Regions from separate parts of the Mus musculus genome. Here region 2 is linked to region 1. Evidence: chromatin contacts called from public HiCAR-type data. All regions are on one chromosome and are shown on one strand. Each heading gives the region's core, a stretch centred on a gene start, on an enhancer-like site or on the middle of the called end of the contact. The rest is flanking DNA. Distances are from core to core; before and after follow the strand shown. Region 1 holds the start of Ptpn13 (protein tyrosine phosphatase, non-receptor type 13). Region 2 holds the start of Nudt9 (nudix (nucleoside diphosphate linked moiety X)-type motif 9).

Region 1 (6,462 bases), core at 1,677-4,176:
CAACCTTAGAAAAGCAAAAGAAAGAGCGTGTGTGTGTGTGTGTGTGGGGGGGGGGGGGCAGTATTTAAAAGTGACCGATATTTAAATCACTCAGTCCTAACATTTTAGAGCACTAGAGACTGCCTGCCTTTGTGGATTTGTTGGAACATGTAGATGATTTCCGTAGAAGCAAAAGTTAATTGGGTGCAAAACATCATATGGGCCTTGGGTTGTTTATTACTAAGAGACCATGCTTGGGACACACAACGTTCAGAATAGTTCATGCAGCATGGAAAGACCACCCTATAGCAGACCCCAACACTACATTCCAAGTACACGTAACGATGGAAACAGAGAACTCCTTCCACATGGCTTTCCCTTGACGTCCATCCGTATGTGCACACACGCACAATGATAATAACAATAATGAGTAAGACGTTTTGAATGAAAAAATAAAAGTATAGTTAAAAAAAAAAGTCCACAAAAGTTTTAGAAGAAAACATGAGAGACTATTTTTGGTAACGGGAAGTAAAATAGCTAGTAAGCATATGAAAGGAACTAAGATCGCCCTGATTAACTTGCACTGTTACATTTAATTTCTCAGTCATGTTTCCTATCTAAGGGCACTATCAGTCTCACTGTTGCATGGTCAGATGGGAACATTCTTGCCTTGTCCCTGTCTGCAGTGGGAATAAATACAGTGTTTCATTATAATGCACATTGCTGGCTTTGTTGTAAAACAGCTATTTTAAAAAATTATCTTTTTCAAAGTAAACTTTTTATTAAGAGTACTGCTGGATATTACAAGAATTATCAGCATCACTTGTCACGTATACTATTGTCTCCTTTGACCTAGGAACATAGTCAATTATATAACTTTTTTCTATTACTGGACTCTTTCTATAGACATAAAATAATTCCTCTTAAATGTGTCATATCACTTGTAAGATGGTTCATGGTCCTGTTTATTAGTATTTTCTTTCTTTGTTTAAAAAACTACAAACTACAGTATGTTCAAACAGATTAGCTTGTAGGTTTCTCTTTTGTGTTTCTGGTTTTATTTTTAAGCGAGCCATTCAGCTTCTCCCAAACAGGGGATTACTATAGAAAGAAGCCCGAGGGCAGCCACCTGAAGTGGCTTCATGCAAAAGAAAAGAAATGGCTCACAACAGTATAGCTTATCTTTTTTTTTTTTTTTTTTTTTTTTTTTTTTTTTTTTTTTTTTTTTGGGGAAGTTTACAGCCACCATTCTCTCTGTACTGTTTCTACCTTCTTTCTGACAGATCACAAGCCATTGCAAGCTTTATGGATGGTTTCTTTCCTTCAAATAACTGTATCAATTTTCTTTCAGTGGCAAGCAGGCAAGTATTCCGTTTTTGTTCCTCTAAACAGGCCTCTCCCTATCTTACCTCCCTGATAAATGAGCCGGAACTTTCAAAACTGGGGGAAGGGCTACAAGTCTTCTCTGTCTCCACTCCCACAGGCCGGCCCTGCTCACTGTTGTTTTCTGACCTCCTGCTGCTCTCTAGTTTTCTGTGGTGGTTCCCCTTAGCTGCTCTCCCTCAATTTAGCTCCGTTCTTAAAGTCCAGATTAAGTTCCCCTCCTCCATTGGTATGCCTTTGCTGCTGTACTGGCTAAACCTTTTGGTCCCAGGTTTCAGATTGTTCCTGGAGGGCTAGCTTTCTCCCTCAGGCTCCATGTTTGACTCCTTGAGGACAGGGATTTGGGTTTCTGCTCTCGTTTTCCATGGAGTTAGAGAGATGCCATTCAGTGCGTACGTGCAAGGCATATTTGAAGACATCCATCACAGCTATTCATTTAGTAAATGAGATAATGAAAACTCAAATAGTAGCCAAAGGTAAATCATTAATTAATTCCCTCATTCATCACACCTGTACCAAAGCCTCAGGGGCTGGGGAACCTGGGATTGCAGCTTGCCCGGAGAAGCCAGACGAGCCTCTTCTCTCCATTTTGAGGAGATCCTTAAAGTAAATAAAGGTCCATATAGGATCTCAGACAAAATTAACCCTGTATGTGTTACTGAATGTATTAGTAACCTTATATAGCACCAAAGAGAACGATAGCAAAAAACCCTTTAAAACCCACATTACAAGATGCTATTCTGCTCGTGAATTCTGCAAGGTTTCCTTGCAAATAATTGAACTTAGAATGTTTTAGTTTGCAGGAAAGAAATCGCTACGAGGATACACCTTCGCCAAGCTGTTGTGTGTTTAAAGAAATGGTTTATCAATTAGGTGGTTTTACCGTAAAACTTTTAACGCTGGGGTTGCCAAGTTCACAAAATATCAGGGCAAAAATCTTGTTTCTCACGAAAACGCGAGTATTTGAGTTTTCCGGGGGGATCTTTGAGGCTGTGCTGTCGCAGCACACCTTTGAAAGTCTCTTCACAGCTGTGGGAACCCGGCGGAGCCGATTCACTGCCCACACCATTTCTCGGTTGCTGTGTAGCTGGGGGAGCTGGCAGGGCGACGTTCCCTCTCTCTCCACCTTCTTTCATTGCCTGGGTCGCCCGGAGAGAATCTGGGAGCAAGGCTGCGAGGAGGGGGAGGGGCCGGCAGCTTCGCGTCTGTCACTCTTCCTCGCGCGTTTCGGAAAGTTCTGGGTCTGAAGTTGGGGGAGCCCAAGAGGCTTCATCCCCAAGTCTGCACAGTGGAGAGTGCACACAGCAGAACCCTGCCCTGGCGCCCTCGACCCCAGCGCGGGGCCAAAAGAAGAGTGAGGAGCCCGACCCAAGGCACCGGTTGTCATGGCAACCGGGGCGCAGGTCTCCCCAGAGACTCGGTCCCAAGGGAGGAGGCGGGGTGGGGCTCCTGGCGGACCAATGGGGAGAAGCGGAGTGCAGGGTCCCGGACCTGCGGTCCTGTCCGCGCGCGGGCGGGGTTGACTGACAGGGCAAGGGGCGGGGCCGATGCGTCGGGCCGAGGAGGAGCTGCGCGCCGTGAGGAGCTGGGCCGGGCGCGCCGCGGCGAGGGTGACACACCATGGTCACAGTTCTCCGAGGTCTCCGCGCCGCTGCCGAGCAGCGCTCCCCGGCTCTCCCGTCCGCCTCAGCCTCCTGGACAGCGCCGCGCGCGGGCGGCCGTCGTTGAGGCGCTGCGAAGTCGCGGCGGGCGGGCGGGAGCTCGGCGGGGGTCGCCGCCCGGCGATGCTGCTTCTGTCGCCGCCGACCCTCTCTGCGCACGCCCGAAGCAGCTCGGGGAAGAAGAGGCGGCGGCTCTCGGTGCCCGCGCGCTGCGCTCCGGTCGCCGCACCGGGGCTCCCCACGCGCCGGTAAGAAGCACGCGTGGCCGGACCCGGGGGGTGGGATGTGCGGGCCTCTGGGACGTCTCTTCGGCTCCCCTCGGTTCGGATGGTGGCATCCCTGGTGCGCCGAGGGCGGGGAGCGCGAGCTGCTTGCAGTTTAATCCTGGCTGAGACCCCCGAGTGGGAGGGAGCGACGGGCTGTGGGCCACAGCGAGTGACGCTGCCCCGTGGAGCTGGTGCGGACAGCCTTGCGCCGAGCGCGCGGTGGGAAGGGCTCCCGGAGTCTGTTTCTAATTTCTGTAAATGATTGTGGACATGGTGTGGTTAGAAGCCGCCCAGAAGAATGTGTCTGTGTAAGGGCTCCGAGAAGGGGGTAGGGACGGGGACAGGCTCTAGTAAAGTTTGCTTCTCTCTGCTGCAGGCCAGCCTTTCTTTTCTCCACTTTGCTCGATAACGTGAGCGCCGAGAGCTGCAAAGTTAAAAGTTAAGCCAAAGTCAAGGAACTTTGGAAATTTAATTTCCTTCTGTTGTGTATTGGAGAAGCGAGGATGGGGAGACATGGGAGCGAGTCACAGAGTGCAGGTTTCTTTCCCTGTGTAAGATCGACACCTCCCCGTATTTGCGACTAATCTTTTAGACAACCTTCTGTCATTTTCGCTTAATTGCATCTTTGAAATAACAAACGCGGTGACTTCATAGGTAGCTGCCTGGAGCTGAGTTTACCTTTCCGAAAATGGGGCAATCGGGTTTGTTTTCTAGGCGGGACATACAGAAAATGTGGGACACCTGATATGTGGGTTGAAGGACGCTGCTAACTAATTAGGAAGATTTAAAAAGGTCTGTCTAGAGAGCTTATTAAAGGACGGGAAGAAAAAAAGTACCTGTATTATGAAACAGGCGTTGGTATTTTCCCAAGTTCTTGAACCGGGTTGGCAGGGTCGGGGTCAAAACCTGCTTCATTTTCATTGGCTGCCAGTAGTGGTGATGAGGTACAAGTTATTTTTCACTTGCATTTTTTTTTTTTACTAAGTTCATAAAGATAGTGGCTCAGTAAATTAATATATTAATAGATAAGTACCGTATCGTATCATCCAGTCCCACATGTGTTTTGCAGTGTTTTTGGAACATCATGTTCTAAATTTGATGGTCTCCAGGTTTCCAGGGAGTACCTGTGGGGAGAAGGGAGGCAGCTATTAGAATTTAAAGGTAGAAACTATTAAGGCTTCATTAAGAAAGGTACATTTTATGGTGTCTTTCACTTTCAACGTTAGAGAACCGTGACCCTTTTCTACCATTGGATTTATCTTTGGATTTACACTGTCCCACCAACACTTTTCTAGTGGCATCCAAGCCCCCTCCCCCGCCTTTTGAGGCTGATTATCAACATCCAAAAATAAACAGTTTTCATGATGCCTGTAAACACACACACACACACACACACACACACACAAACCAGGGTCAGTTTGAAGGGCAGATTTGAATACCACAATAGGGTGTCAAAAGTTGTAAAACTTGTTTTATCTTCTTTTTTGTTTGCTTTTAGAGATGACTCTTAAGTGCAGGATTTCACCAGGAGAATTGGCTAGCCATTTATTTTGGAGTGTTTAATAGGTGTACTTGGGGGAGGGAAAGCATGGGTGGGGCAGGCCCTTATGCAGGCTAGGTGAGTGCTCCCACCTCAGAGCTGCAAGGAGCTGCATACTCTGCCCCTATGTCTTTATCTCATTGAGCTTATCTTTTATTTAAGAGAAATGAGTCTAGCCATGTTTCACCTTTAACAGATAAAGAATGGGGCAGGTGAGCAGTGTTTCGGACTTCAATAGCTGACTGCTTTTACATCTTATCTTCTTGTATCTGGGGGAAACTTCAACATAGTTATCCTTTTTCCTTCCCCCATTTCTTTCTGCCGTTTAAAAAAAAAATTAAGATGTGAACCACTTTCATAGTGTATTCAAATATTTAATCATCTTTAAAATCGAAGTGAAACCCAACCATACAGCAAGCCAGTCCATTTGTCAGCTCTTATTTTGGAGAGTGTTTTGGGAAGTCAGTACCTCTCCTCAGAACAGTGAGCTGTTATCAGGCCTCTGATGGAACCCATGACTGCACTTGGGTTCCTGTCACTTTAAAAGGCCCGGGAAATGAGGAAAACTGCTGCAGCTTAGGGTAGAGAGCTCTTCAGTACTGGGAAAGGTGGAAAGGTGGAATATTTGCAACTCAGCTCCTGGTTCTCCCCACCCCATCCCTCCTCCCCTGCACGTTTTTCTCCATTTAAAACTTAAAGTGGCTTTTGCACACAGGAACTGTATTTCTAAAAGATAGTTTTCGCCGGGCGTGGTGGTGCACGCCTTTAATCCCATCACTCGGGAGGCAGAGGCAGGCGGATTTCTGAGTTCGAGGCCAGCCTGGTCGACAGAGTGAGTTCCAGGACAGCCAGGGCTATACAGAGAAACCCTGTCTCGAAAAACCAAACCAAAACAAAAAAGATAGTTTTCATCAGTAAGTGGATATCTGATTTTTTTTTAAAGATTTATTTATTTTTATGCATATGAGTACACAGTAGCTGTCTTCAGACACACTAGAAGAGTGTATCGGAAACCATTATAGATGGTTGTGAGCCACCATGTGGTTGCTGGGATTTGAACTCAGGACCTTCTGAAGAGCAGTCAGTGCTCTTAACTGCTGAGCCATCTCTCCAGCCCAGATAGCTGATTTTTAATGAGCTAAATTAAAGTTGTAAGTTTTGTGTATTATAACAGAACTGAGGGCAGCCTACTTTGGGAGAGGGGGGGCCTTAAAATAATTATTGACTCTAGGGGAAAGTATATGTTTTTTAAAGTTCGTCCGCTTGTTTTGTTTGAGACAGGCTCTCTGCAGAGCCCCTGCTGTTCTGAGACTCATTGTGTAGATCAGGCCAGCCTGGAATTGACAGCTTTTGGCAGCCTCTGTCTCCTGAGTGCTGGGATTAAAGGTGTGTACCACCACGCCCTGTTTTAGAGCTTTCTATTCTGGTGTCATGAGCAACTGCTCTTTTCTGCCCACCCCCATTCCTGAATACTTGGCCATCACCAATAGCTTGTGAAGCTATGTAGGAAAGCAATCATTTAGTTATTTACAAAATCCAAAACAAAACAAGACAGTAACTCCTAAGCCATTTGCAAAATCCAACAAAACAAAATAGTAACTCCTAAGCCATATTATATAAGCCACATCTTGTA
Region 2 (6,777 bases), core at 4,034-6,533, 620 kb after region 1:
AATATTTACTGATATGGAAGTCATAGCTTTTTTTTTTTTGGCTTTTTGAGACAGGGTTTCTCTGTGTAGCCCTGGCTGTTCTGGAACTCACTTTGTAGACCAGGCTGGCCTACAGAAATCCGCCTGCCTCTGCCTCCCGAGTCTGGGATTAAAGGTGTGCGCCACCACGCCCGGCTCAATAATTTTTGTTTTTGTTTTGTTTTTCAAGACAGGGTTTCTCTGTATAGCCCTGACTGTCCTAGAAGTCATAGCTTTCATGGGTGTGATTAAGGATGCTGAGATGGGCTTTTTATCCTGGATTGCCAGGATGGAAAAAGTGGAAGGCAGTTGAACACAACAGCAGGGACTGGAGTCATGTGACCACAAGCAATGGAATGGTAGTAAAGGACCTAGAGAGTAGAGAAGGTAAGTATAGATTTTCCTGTAGAGCCTCCTGAGAGTGAGTTTCTGCTGCCATCTTGAATTCGGAATGGTGAAAACTGATTTCTGACTTTTAGAACTGTGAGCTAATAAATTTCTGATTCAAATTATCAATTTGTTATGGTTATAAAAGAAAATGGACACCCTAGCCCTTTCAAACTATTAGGTATTTTGTATGAACCTGAACAAGTTACCTAACGTACAATTTGGTGCTGAGTCTGTATCCTTCTTTCTGGCTCCCCCCTGTCCCCAGGGAAAACCACAGCAGAAGTCCTAGAGAGTGAGGTAGCACTTAAGCTGCATGGCTGTCTGTAGAGATGATACTGTACATTCCTGAAAAGCCCAGTTCCTACGGTATTTATTCCTTAGGCACTTTATGACCTGTTATGCTTGGTTCTCACTGCTCCACTGTGCTGACCATCACAGCTCCTCGTTTTACAGGTGAAGAAGCAGACATGGGGAGGTTAAACAGTTTGCTCAAATTACATAATCAAAATGAAAAATACCACGGGAGTAATTTTTTGAAATATTCTAGATGTGTTTTTAAAATATTTTTGTATCTTATTGCCAGATGCACTCTGTCCATTGAAATAATAGTTGCAGTGTTTCAGAGGAAAGAAAGATATGAGTTAGAACAAAGGCTTGACTGTCAAGTGGGATTTTCAAGTCTCTAGCACAAAATTAATCTTGAAAGCCAAGCTTTGTTAAGTGAAAGTTTAAAAAAATTCTTTCATTGCCCATGAACTCACCAAAACCCAGAACCTGTGGGTGCGAAGCTAAAGAACACAGTAGGTAAGAGGAAAGTCTTCTTCGTCATGGGGCAGAGAGGGAAGCGTCTGACCTGGTACATGATGTCAGAGGGGAAGTGGGAGTAAGTGATACACCAAGAAAACAGTCACTGTCCCCAGGAGGCCCATGTTCAAGCCTGGTCCCCAGACTGCACTGCTACTGAGATGGCGGAACCTCAGGGAGGCAGACCTGTTGGAAGGATGGTTTGGCCATTGCCCTTCAAGGGGTAGTAGAGCCTTGTCCCCAGCCCCTTCTTCTCTCAAATCCTAGCCATGAAGTGAAACTTGATTGTACTCTGCACACAGCGTGCTGCCTGGGCACAAGCCCAAGAGCAACAGGGCCAACCAGCCATGGGAAACCCTGTGCCAGACTAACCCTTCCCATGTGTTCATGTATCTCATTGAGCTCATGGAAAGCTGAATACCAGGTTCTCAGTCCTACCATGATAAATTCTGTTTATCCATTTTAAACTTTTTTCTTGACTGCATCTCACTATTTAGCCCTAACTGGCTTTAAACACAGATCTGCCTGCCTCTGCTTCTGCCGGGATTAAAAGCAACACTACCATTCCCAGCCACTTCTCTATGTTGTGAAGACTAAATCTGTCGTGTGGGGTCTTAATGGCTTTTAGAGCATGAGGATCTAGAAAAACTTCACTAAATGTTTCACTCTCATGTCAGAATTTCTCTCTCTTCCCCCCTGCCTCTTTGTGTGTGTGTGTGTGTGTGTGTGTGTGTGTGTATGTAATCCATGATTTAGCCAAGTAGAAATTTGTTTTCTTTTCTCTTGGCAGGTTGTCCAGGCCTGAGGCAAATATTCCAGGACCCATTAAACTCTCAATTTCCTTCTTATACCCTACTTGGCACAGCTTCTGACAGGGTAGTCAGATAGCTGCTCCATTTTTAGGTGAGCTGACCCCTTCCCAGCAGGGATAAGCATGGACATAGAAAGTACTTGTGAAGCAAGTCAGACCCTCTCTCTCACCAGGGAAACAGCAGGTCCTCACAAGATCACAAGATCCACACAAATAGCTTACACCTTAATCTCACTGACCGCAGAGGGCCATGTGGCCCCTTAGCCGCAGGGAGTGTAGGAGAGATTACTTTCTACTGTAGGCATTCTCCACAGGAACCACAGCTGGGAAGCAGCTGCTGGTGTCCACCCTGGCTTCCCTCTTTTAACTTCTGATTACAATGGTTCACTGTGTCCACCCTCCTCTTTAGAAGGCAAGCATTCCTACCCCAGAGCAGGTGACTTACAGCCCTCTTAGATGGACTGTTCTTGTCCCAGTTTGTCCAGTGGCTAGTAGCTTCATATCCTTCCATCTATGCCAACCATTACTGCCTCAGGAAAGCCTCAGACACTTCTTTTACAATGGAAAGTGACTTCTTCCTCAACCAGTAACTTTCCTCCACAGGAGATTATCTATTCCTTCATAGGGCCTCCCACCCCCCCACCCCCCTGCCCTTCTCCTCCAGCCCTTCCTTCTCCTTTCTTGAGGCAGCATAGCCTCTGAATCCTGCTTTGTGGTCAAGGATGATCTTGAGTTTCTGATCTCTTAAGATGTCCACCAGGCATCTCCAGGGCTTTGTGCATGATGAGGAAGCTCCATGCTCAGTCACTGAGCACTCCCCCTAGTCTGATGTTACTACTTGCTTATCATTCATTTATTTCCCTTTAGTAGAGAGCAGCGCTTTGTGATACAGGGTCTCTCTATGTAGCGCTGGTTTTTCTGGAACTCTCCATGTAGATCAGGCTGGCCTCAGACTTGGAGAGATATATCTATCTCCGCCTCTGGAGTGCTGGAATTAAGGGTGTGCACCACCATGCCCAGTTTGGTATTTATTTTTTAAATACAAAAATTTTTGAGACAAAGTTTTGTATGTAGCCAGGCTGGCTTTGAACTTCTGATCCTTCTGCCCCAGCTTCCAGAGAGCTGGAATTTACATTCATAAACTACTAGGGTCTGCTTTCAAATGCACATTGAACTGATATTCCTAGAAAAATGTCACAACTACATTAATATTCTATAGGGTTGATTAACTGATTAGAAATCAATGACTGTGAAGAGTTGGAATGTTGCAGGTCTAGAGTCAAAATATCTAAATAGCTATTTACTGCCTTCCTTGTGACTATTATATAAATCCCATTTTAATGCATAAACAGACTCTATCCCAAAGAAGATCAGATAACATCTGAGGTCTTTATCAGAGATTTCACTAATTTGCTGCAACTTGGGCTTACCTGATGTTTCCACTCATGTATTTAAAATGTCTTAATTTAGGATTTTGTTCTATTGCTATTGCTATTGAAACTTTATAACATGATATCTGGGGTAACCAAAATCTGTGTTCCTGGGACCAGAGGAATTCATATTTTGCTCCAGAAGAAACTAAGATCCTTTAAGGTGTGAACTATGCTTTTTTATATCAACAATACTTTAAGAAAAATGCTATCTGAAAGAGCTGCCAAAGACAATGCCTGGGCTACAGAGACAGCTCAGCAGTTAAGAGCACTGGCTTGCTTCTCTTCCAGAGGACCTGGGTTCAAATCCTAGCACCTATATGGTAGTGCACAGTCGCCTGTAACTCCAGTCTTGAGGAATCTAAAGTTCTCTTCTGGACTATACGGGCACTAAAGACTTGGGGTGCACAGATACTCAGGCAAAACCCCTGTCCATCCACATAAGTAAGTAAATCTTAAAACAAAACAAAACAAAACCAAACCAAAACCACTAGCCTGTTTGAGGATACTAGTTAAAGTCACAAGGAAAGATTTTTATTGGCTACTGCTGCCGTAGGAAAGCCTACATTATGAACTGGGTTCTAGTTTCATTAAAAAAAAAAACCAAAATAAAAAAAAAAGAATAGGGATCTTGAAGGCCGGGGAATGGTGCTGAAGGATCTAAGGTGTTCGTGTGTGTGTGTGTGTGTGTAGAAACAAACGTGTTTCTTATGACAGGAGCAGTGGAGCAAGCTGAAAACAACCATCTCTGGAAGGGGCTGGAGCCCAAGGTGATTTATCTTCCTGAGTGCTCGCTCACACCTCAACGACATGTCTACCACATCTCCAGGAAACTGTGGGGTGGTAGGCTTATGCCCCAAAGTGCAGAGAAAGAAAATATAATCTTTACTTTGCTCCAGGGATCTGCCTATCTGTCACCAGGTTTGGGCAGGGGTGGGGAGGAAATTTCCCATACTTTTAGTTTTTCTAAGCGGGCATTTTAAGGGGTGTAGTATAGTCACGAAGGCAACGCCCTGAAGTGTTACTGTGCAGTCCTTTTTTCTTGCTGTCCCATCCCAAGAGTGCTGTGGATTTCAGGATACTGTTAGTATTTGATTGGCCTGGCTTTAAGAGCCAACGCCATACGGTGTGTTTTGCAAGGCCCAAAGTTGATGATAGGCTTAGAATATGTCTCATCAACAATTAAACGAATGAAACCTGGAGTGCAAGCCGCGATGCACGCCTGGCTTTACCACTTTCAATCTGGCTAACTTTAGTCCTTCGTTCGTTATTATCCAGACCGCGTGCCACTTTCACAGCTTGTCTGTAAGTTTTGGCTTTGGGGTTCGAAAGTGGGAAACCGAGGCCGGCTTTCCTTTTGGACAAGAGGTTTATCAGAGTCACCAACACCACGGACAGCACCGTGAAGGGGGCTCTGGGGAGCCCAGGCTGCGTTCCAGGGTTGGGGGATTCCCTCCTTAAGGGTTAGGGGTCACGTGACTGGCCTGATCACGTGACCGGCGGGACGCCCACATTTTGTTGTTCACAGGCGGTCTCTGAATCCGGTATGCGGGCAAGTTTCGAAAAGCAAGTTACTTGGCTTCTGGAAACCAAACCAAGGTGTTTCAAGACTCGTCACTGACTCATCCTACGTCTTCTCAAACCTCGCATGGCTCACGTGACTCCTCCGTACGGCCCTCCTCTCCTGGAAGCACGTGGTCGCCCCTGACCCTCCTTCCGCTCAGCCTCAGGGTTCTGGGTCTCCGCGTCCTGCCGCGCCGCGGCACTCCAGTTCGCCTGCGCAGACGGAGAGGCCTGGCACACAGGTTAGTTTGCGGCGTGGCCGTAAAGCGCGGTCGCGCGTCGGGTACGTCGTGGGGCTGCTGGCGCCGCCGGCCAGCGGCGCTGGGGGAGCGCGGCCGGGTCCTAGTGCCCGCTGGCTGCAGGTTCGGGGCTCAAGGCGGGGCTCCGGGCGAGGCCGGCCACCTCCGAACCCTCGCGGGCCGCGCGCCAGGCGCCAGGCGCCGATGGCCGGCCGCTCCCTGGGGCAGGCGGTAGCCACCGTGTCGCTCTCGGTGGCCCTCGCGTCAGTGACTGTCCGGTCCTCAGCCTGCCGCGCCGTCCCCGCACCCAGGTACCCCGATTCTAGGACGGGCTGCGGTTCCGAGACCTCGGGTGGACCTGCGATCCCCTCCTTCCTTTTCCAGAGGTTATGTAGGCTGTGCTGAAGTACTGGATTTTGGGAAGCCAATAGCAAGGACCCTTCTCGATCTCTGACTTTTTAATTTGCCCATCCAGATAAGGCGCCAACGCTAATTCATAGATCACCAGAGTTTGAAGAGCATTTATGGTGTGTTGCTCCGTGCTAGAGGTGATACCGAGTCCATATAATGGAATATACTGTTAATATATACTGTTAATCTGAGTAGCAGACAGTGTTTTCTGTGCGCTGGAAGGCGCTGATTATTGGCTTTTGGGTAGACTGGAGATGAAGTGTGCGCACAAGTGCCTCAGTACTGGGAACCTCGTTCTTTCCCTTCTCTCCTGGGCGAGGTGGCCGCAACTTTATTTCCTAGTGACTTGGAAAGTTTGTAAGTTTGGTTCTGTTAAGTTCTCTGACACCAGTGTCTTCCTTAAAACACATACCACCCACGCCTCAAGCTTGACTTTTATCTAGGAGGCAAACTCACCAAGCTTTCGGTTCCGAAGAGGAAAGAGGTTAGTTCCCTGGCAATTTGGGCTCCGTGTGAGACCGAGTTTGGAATTTCTGTGGGCTTCCCAAACAGGAGTGACATATTCCTTCACCTCATTGAAAATAGAATTACTTCTGCTGTGGTTTGTAGGCCCCACGGTGCCATCCCCTTTCTGCTTTCCTGACAGTGCTTAAAACCCCTCAATCAGAGTGTCCTCTTTCTGCTGGTGTGGGTTAACACCCTTTATACACCTTCTTCAGTGGGGCTTGCTGAGGGGAGAACTTCCTGCTCTCTGGAAGTCACTAATGGCATTTTTGTTGGTTGTTACCAGAACAACGAAAAGCTCATTGGTGATTTCTAGCACGACAGGGAAAGGAACACTTAAAGAAGTATATCCAGAACTGAAACTGCTTATTCCAAAGAAAAACCCAAAGCTAAGTCAACAAGTGTTTGTTGAGTGCCTGCTGGTCTAGACAGATGATTGTAAAACATCTGTCGAGAAACAAAAGACGTGTAACTTCAAGAGTTTTGTGACTACAGTTTTCTTTAGGAGCTTGGCCCCTCATCCACTGATCACCTTCCATGCCCATGTTTATGTAGGTAGCACTAATTAGACTATCTTAAAAGGCTATCTAAAAGGAAACAGAAGGAG

The links. HiCAR-type assays count read pairs that join an accessible place to other places.
Region 2: a contact with region 1 is called in a HiCAR-type map of astrocytes, with 2.3 times the contacts expected there. The contact joins the promoter of Nudt9 here to the promoter of Ptpn13 in region 1. A contact is called at or near these places in 1 of 484 Hi-C or Micro-C datasets (embryonic stem cells) and 1 of 115 datasets of contacts at active chromatin or transcription factors (astrocytes).

What each region holds. Positions count from the first base shown.
Region 1 is chr5:103,422,266-103,428,727 of GRCm38.p6, forward strand. It overlaps Ptpn13 (protein tyrosine phosphatase, non-receptor type 13), which reads left to right and starts at 2,927. Exons shown (of 48, transcript NM_011204.2): 1 at 2,927-3,271.
Region 2 is chr5:104,041,581-104,048,357 of GRCm38.p6, forward strand. It overlaps Nudt9 (nudix (nucleoside diphosphate linked moiety X)-type motif 9), which reads left to right and starts at 5,284. Exons shown (of 8, transcript NM_028794.4): 1 at 5,284-5,566. The coding sequence starts at 5,460. Mir5619 (microRNA 5619) reads left to right here and starts at 6,423; the gene lies at 6,423-6,483.